Linked DNA regions of Sus scrofa: region 1 is linked to region 2. Evidence: chromatin contacts called from public Hi-C data. All regions are on one chromosome and are shown on one strand. The core of a region is the stretch at or near the end of the contact, and the rest is flanking DNA. Distances in the headings are between cores, read along the strand shown.

What was found. A called contact is a pair of places that touch in the nucleus more often than the background predicts.
Region 1: a contact with region 2 is called in a Hi-C map of fetal skeletal muscle, with 3 times the contacts expected there. The contact joins two enhancer-like sites. A contact is called at or near these places in 7 of 47 Hi-C or Micro-C datasets (embryonic fibroblasts, fetal skeletal muscle, heart right ventricle and 4 more) and 1 of 2 datasets of contacts at active chromatin or transcription factors (skeletal muscle).

Annotation. Positions count from the first base shown.
Region 1 is chr7:112,838,045-112,840,744 of Sscrofa11.1, forward strand. It overlaps C7H14orf159 (UPF0317 protein C14orf159 homolog, mitochondrial), which reads left to right. Exons shown (of 20, transcript XM_021100082.1): 8 at 1,534-1,666; 9 at 2,468-2,700. Among named protein-coding and RNA genes, the nearest start is that of GPR68, 65 kb to the right of the region's middle. Within about 2 kb of position 1,432, at least 21 of the 83 cell types and tissues checked have an H3K27ac peak or open chromatin away from gene starts, as enhancers often do. A contact at or near this core is called in skeletal muscle, where this site is marked.
Region 2 is chr7:112,058,208-112,060,907 of Sscrofa11.1, forward strand. All of the region lies in intron 7 of NRDE2 (protein NRDE2 homolog), which reads right to left. Among named protein-coding and RNA genes, the nearest start is that of NRDE2, 31 kb to the right of the region's middle. Within about 2 kb of position 1,449, at least 9 of the 83 cell types and tissues checked have an H3K27ac peak or open chromatin away from gene starts, as enhancers often do. A contact at or near this core is called in skeletal muscle, where this site is marked.

The DNA of each region.
Region 1 (2,700 bases), core at 182-2,681, 780 kb after region 2:
AGGCTCAGTCAAGCCCTTTTGGACCCATCACTGGGCTGTGCAAACCAGACCTGTGCAGAATCGGTCTGGCTCCTTTAACTTAGGGCATCTCAGTGAGATTTTTGAAAAGGTTCCCGGGGAGCGTGTGCCTGGTGGGGTACATGCCCGGGGATTTGTGGCAGAGCCTCGGCCAGGCCATTAGCTGCTGGGTTATGTCTCTTGTCAGGAAAGCTGGGTCATGTCTTGGCCGGAGGCGGCGGCTGTGGTCACAAGTGCAGCGTGGCGGCCTCTCCTGGGACGGGCGCGCTGGGGGGCCGCCTCCCTGCTGTGGCTCCGAGGTTTTAATCCAGCCACAGCCTGTCTGTCGCGAGGAGAGAACCAGATCCCTCCTTCTCTGACCCCTGCCGGGACACTCCTGGGAAGTCTGAGAATTTACTCGGCCGGGTGGAGGGTCAGCCAGTGTCAACAGCCTGGCCCGGGGTTCTTTGGGGACTCAGATTGGTGATTTTGTCTAGGGCTCCGGAACAGTTCTGCAGTCCTGCTTGCTTTGGGCTCCTGCCAGTGGGGCCTGATCTGCCTCTGCTCTGACACAGGCTGCCCACAGTGTGTGCTGCTTTTCGTGTGTGAAGTAGTGTCTGAGGAACCTTCTGGAAGGTGGGGCAGGGCGGGGCAGAACCGCAGGGCAGGGCTGGCCTGGAACACGCCACTGTTTGGGGCAGGTAGGAGCCGGGAGGGCTGGCGGCCCATCGTGTGCAGATGCAGAAATGAGGCTTGAAAGAGAGAGGGACTTGCCACAGTGCCAGAAGCAGCCTGGAAACCAGGGCTCCTGGCTCCCACCTATAAAATGCCTATCAAATTCCCATTGTGGCGCAGTGGCAACAAACCCAACTAGTATCCAAGGGTATGCAGGTTCAATCCCTGCACCCGCCCCCTCAGTGGGTTAAGGATCTGGTGTTGCCATGAGCTGTGGTGTAGGCCGAAGATGCAGCTCAGATCTGGCGTTGCTGTGGCTCTGGCGTTGGCCGGGGGCTACAGCTCCAGTTTGACCCCAGCCTGGGAACCTCCATATGCTGCAGGTGTGGCTTTAAAAAGCAAAATCAATAAATAAATAAAATAAAATAAACGCTGAGAGCGGAGGAGGGGTGACAATTACAGGATATATGATACATGGCACAGAGGTGCCTGGCACTGCCCACAGTAAGTGCTCTGCAGAGCCCTGTGGCCACACCTCGCTGCCCCCCAGGGTTCCCAGATAGCTTCTTCTCAGACACTGGTGCCTCTGCCCACCGGTCCTGGGAGAAATGGCCAGGCAGTGTCTTGGACTCAGCTGGGGGCCCTGGGGAGGTGAGGTGGGCCCTCGGGAGGAGGCCCTCAGCCTCGGGGCGCCCTGCCAGTCTCCTGGGAGCCTCCAGGGCATGTGCCCCTTCCCAAGAGCTGTTATTTGGGCACAAACTGGCAGGCACACCAAGCTTTCATCCTGTGGCTGACAGGGTGCTAACAGCAAGCCCTTCAGGCAGCTGCCAAGACTGTCCCAGCCGATTATCCTCCTGGCAGGTCCTCAGTGTCTCATAAGCCCCGCTACGGGGTCCAGAAACCGTCCAGGGGAGAAAAAACAACACCACCAGTGACAGTCACACGGGTCGTCCTGGGTGGCTTCTCCGGAGGCAGGAGGCATGAGCAGGGCCCAGTGGGGTCTGGGACCCTCTGCCTCTGATTCTCCTAGAGATCCTCGCTTGTGGTTCACAGGCGCCTTGAGGTTTGTGGAGAAAATTCAGAGGGTCCGTGGAATCCACTGGGGAAAAATTTACATTTGAATTTTCATAGCCTCACAGTGAAATTGAGCATTTCCTTCTGGCATGAAGGCAGGGAAGAAGCTGTGACGTGTCAGCAGACCCGGGGACTTCGTGGCTGCCCAAAGAAAGCACAGATGTTTTCATGTCACACTGCGGTCCTTCCTGAAATCTCAAAATTACCCCATATGTCCATCACCGCTTCAAAATTCCAGCGGTGGGCCTGCCATCTTGTTCCTTGAGCTGTTAATGAAGAAACATCACCTAACATGTTCCCCCCATAATTTGATAACTGCATTTCCAGCATGATTGGTTTCTTTTGTAATCCTCTGCATTTCCTTTTGTGCAGTTAAAAATACTCCTTCTAGGGAGTTCCCTTGTGGTGCAGCACATTAGGGCTCTGGCATTGTCACTGCAGCAGCTTGGGTCACTGCTGTGGCATGGGTTCGATCCCTGGCCCAGGAACTTCATATGCTGCAGGTGAGACCGAAGGAAAAAAAAAAAAAGGCAAAAAACTACTACTTCTACACAGGTTTACGGCTGCCCCAGACGACCAGAGGCACCTGCAAAGTTAAGATTCTCAGTTTTAGACCAATAATCCCCAGCAAACATCCTGATCTCTGTCACCTAAAAGTAGAAGCTGCATTTTTATAATAGCTACTTGGACCTCTGTCTTCATTCAGCTGCCTTGAACTCTTGGTGCTCAGGGCTTCGACCTGGGCCGATTCTGTTTTTTAGAAACAAAAACAAAAACACGAAAAGAGTTTTCACTTGATTTCTCGGCAGAGAGCTGGGCCTTGCGCCACATCACTGGCCTTTGCCGCCCCCTGGTGGTCATAGTGAGGCATGTTCCCAAGGACAAGCTGGAAAGGCTGGTGCAGGCCAGTTGCTCAGTGCGGGTGGTGCAAGGACAACCAATTCACATCCATGA
Region 2 (2,700 bases), core at 199-2,698:
GGGGCTTATGATTCTTGAAATCTTGCTTGTCATCATTCTTGGGAGTACATATATGACACATGTGCCAAAACAAACCAACCAGGCAGCTGCCAAGATGGGCCCCTGTGACCCTATTCCCTACCCCGGCCTCATGTGGTACACAGTCACTCCCGGGAGTGGGGGCTGAACCTGGCAACTCCTCCCAACAAACAGAATGTGGCTCAAGGTGACGGGAAGACACTTCTGAGATCAGGTTACAAATAGACTGGCCCAGCCCGTGGAGAGGGACCTGCAGCTGACAGGAGAGCACTAGTTTCCCGGTTCTGACCCTGGTAGGCCGGTCTCACCAGGGACTGTAGCATGGCCGGCTCCTCGAAGGTACAGGCCCCCTTTAATACCTGAAGTCATGCTGCTTTCAAGATCTCTGGATGGGAAGGAGTTTCAAAGTCCCCCCAACCTTTTTTTTTTATTGACATCTAGTTGACTTACAATATTGTATTAGCAAAGTTTCAACGGGACAGTGTGCTCCTGAGGGCATGATCACATCTCACTTATAGCATGTCCCCAACATCCGGCACAGTGCCCAACACACAGCAGGAACTCAGCAAACGTTTGCTGGCTGAACGCGGTGGGTACCCAGTGAATACAAAGGCCCGCGAGTTAAAGCCTGGGCCCTCGCTCATGTGTCTGGCCATTACGCAGGGTGTGGGAGCAGGTGGGGCGGTGGCAGTGGTGGGGGGGATGGAAATTCCCCATGGAACAGAATGTGTGCATGACAATGAACTGCAAAGTGACTGTGTTATCACCTGACAGACACCGAAAGGGAGCCAATAACCTGCTCGGTGGAAGCTTCTGTGAGAAACCTCTTGAAGGGTTCCAAAGGGCAGGAGCCCGGGGGAGTGCACACAAGCCTGGAAGCCAGCACGTCCAGGACGGGAGAGCCACGGAGGGCAGGGCCCTGTGCTCCGAGAGCACGGCGGCCACTCAGCAAGGCGCCTGGCAGGGCTACGACCCCTCTTTACAAGTTCTGCTCTTATAAAGGGAGGGAAGAAGGCACACTCAGGAAGGGTTTTTGAACAGTGTGATAAATGGTTATAACCAATGTATTTATTCCACAGAAACACAGACCAGTAACACCAGACTGCCTGTTTTATGTCATACTACTGTGTCTGGGGTAAGAATGTCTCCCAGTTATAAAGATACAGAAGGTCGTTAAATGAAAGTTTCAAGTTGTCATGTAAATGCTTTGAAACTACAGACCTCCTAGTCACTGGGTGCCTTGTGTTCAGCTCTGTGCCGACAAGCGCTGAGTCCCTCCTCTGGGTTGGGAACATGTATGAAGTTGAGATATGGGCACTTCTGTGAGAGCATTTAAAAACCTCGAGTGCACGGCTCAGTCCTGGATGACGTGTCAGTCCTGGCAGTGCCCTCCCCTCCATCAGAAACTGCCCCCCTCACAGACAGAGAGCGTCAGCAGGGGGATGCGGGTGAGGGCGATTCTGAGCCTGGCCCCCACCACACCCCCGATGCTCCACAGAGGCTAAGAATCACTTCTGTAGCACAGCGTGTTCTTAAAACAGAAAAGCATGTCTTAAAATAACTATGTTATCTGGCTTGTCATACTAATAATCAGTTATACCAATACTATCCAATTTTCTTTTCTTTTTTTGGCTGCACCCATGACATGTGGAAGCTCCTGGGCCAGGGACTGAACCTGAGCCACAGCAATGACTCAAGCTGTTACAGTAACAATGCCAGATCTTTAACCCTCTTGGCCACAAGGGAATTCCTTATCCAATTTTCTTCAACCCAATTTTGTCTAGGAAAAAAAGAGGTTAAAAAACGATGATGATAAAAATAGTCTTTAAGGCAATTCATGAAAACTCCTCAAGATGGAGACCTTAGCCTGCCACGACAGACCTTCGAAAGCTCTCCCTAGAGGCAGATACCCTGTCCGTCTCCCTCCAGGCCCTCTCTGTCAAGGAGGAAACTGAGTTTTCTTGAGTGGAAAAAGGGAAAAGAGGAGTTCCCGTCGTGGCACAGGGGTGAACGAATCCGACTAGGAACCATGAGGTTGCGGGTTCGGTCCCTGCCCTTGCTCAGTGGGTTAACGATCTGGCGTTGCCGTGAGCTGTGGTGTAGGTTGCAGACGCAGCTCGGATCCCACGTTGCTGTGGCTGTGGCGTAGGCCGGTGGCTACAGCTCCGATTAGACCCCTAGCCTGGGAACCTCCATATGCCGCGGGAGTGGCCCAAAGAAACAGCAAAAAGACAAAAAAAAAGAAAAAGGGAAAAGAAAGTTTTCTTATATGGATAGCTCTATGGTAAGGTTTTTTGTTGCTTCATGTCACAAATATTGGCAACCTTCACTCATCATCTAAATGATTAACCCCTTCCCAGTGAGGATCAGTGCTGACAAAGCAACAACATGGACTTTCATTTGCAACTCCAGCCAGGATTTGAGGTGGCGGGAAGGTTAACTGGGGGAGAGACCTGAGACCCAGGGTAGAAGGCAGAGGTAGGAGACAGGACCTGTGGTTTAAAGGCGTGATGACTGTTTCCCTAGTGGGCGGGCATAACGGGCATTTAAACAGGGGCCCTAAGTAAGAAAAAAAGGAACGTAAGTGGGTCTTGACATCTGAGGAGGTGGGGGACCTCCTTTCCTCTCTCCACGTTTCACTACTTTCCTTACGGAGTTTACGTGGAATTGCTGTAACATTTC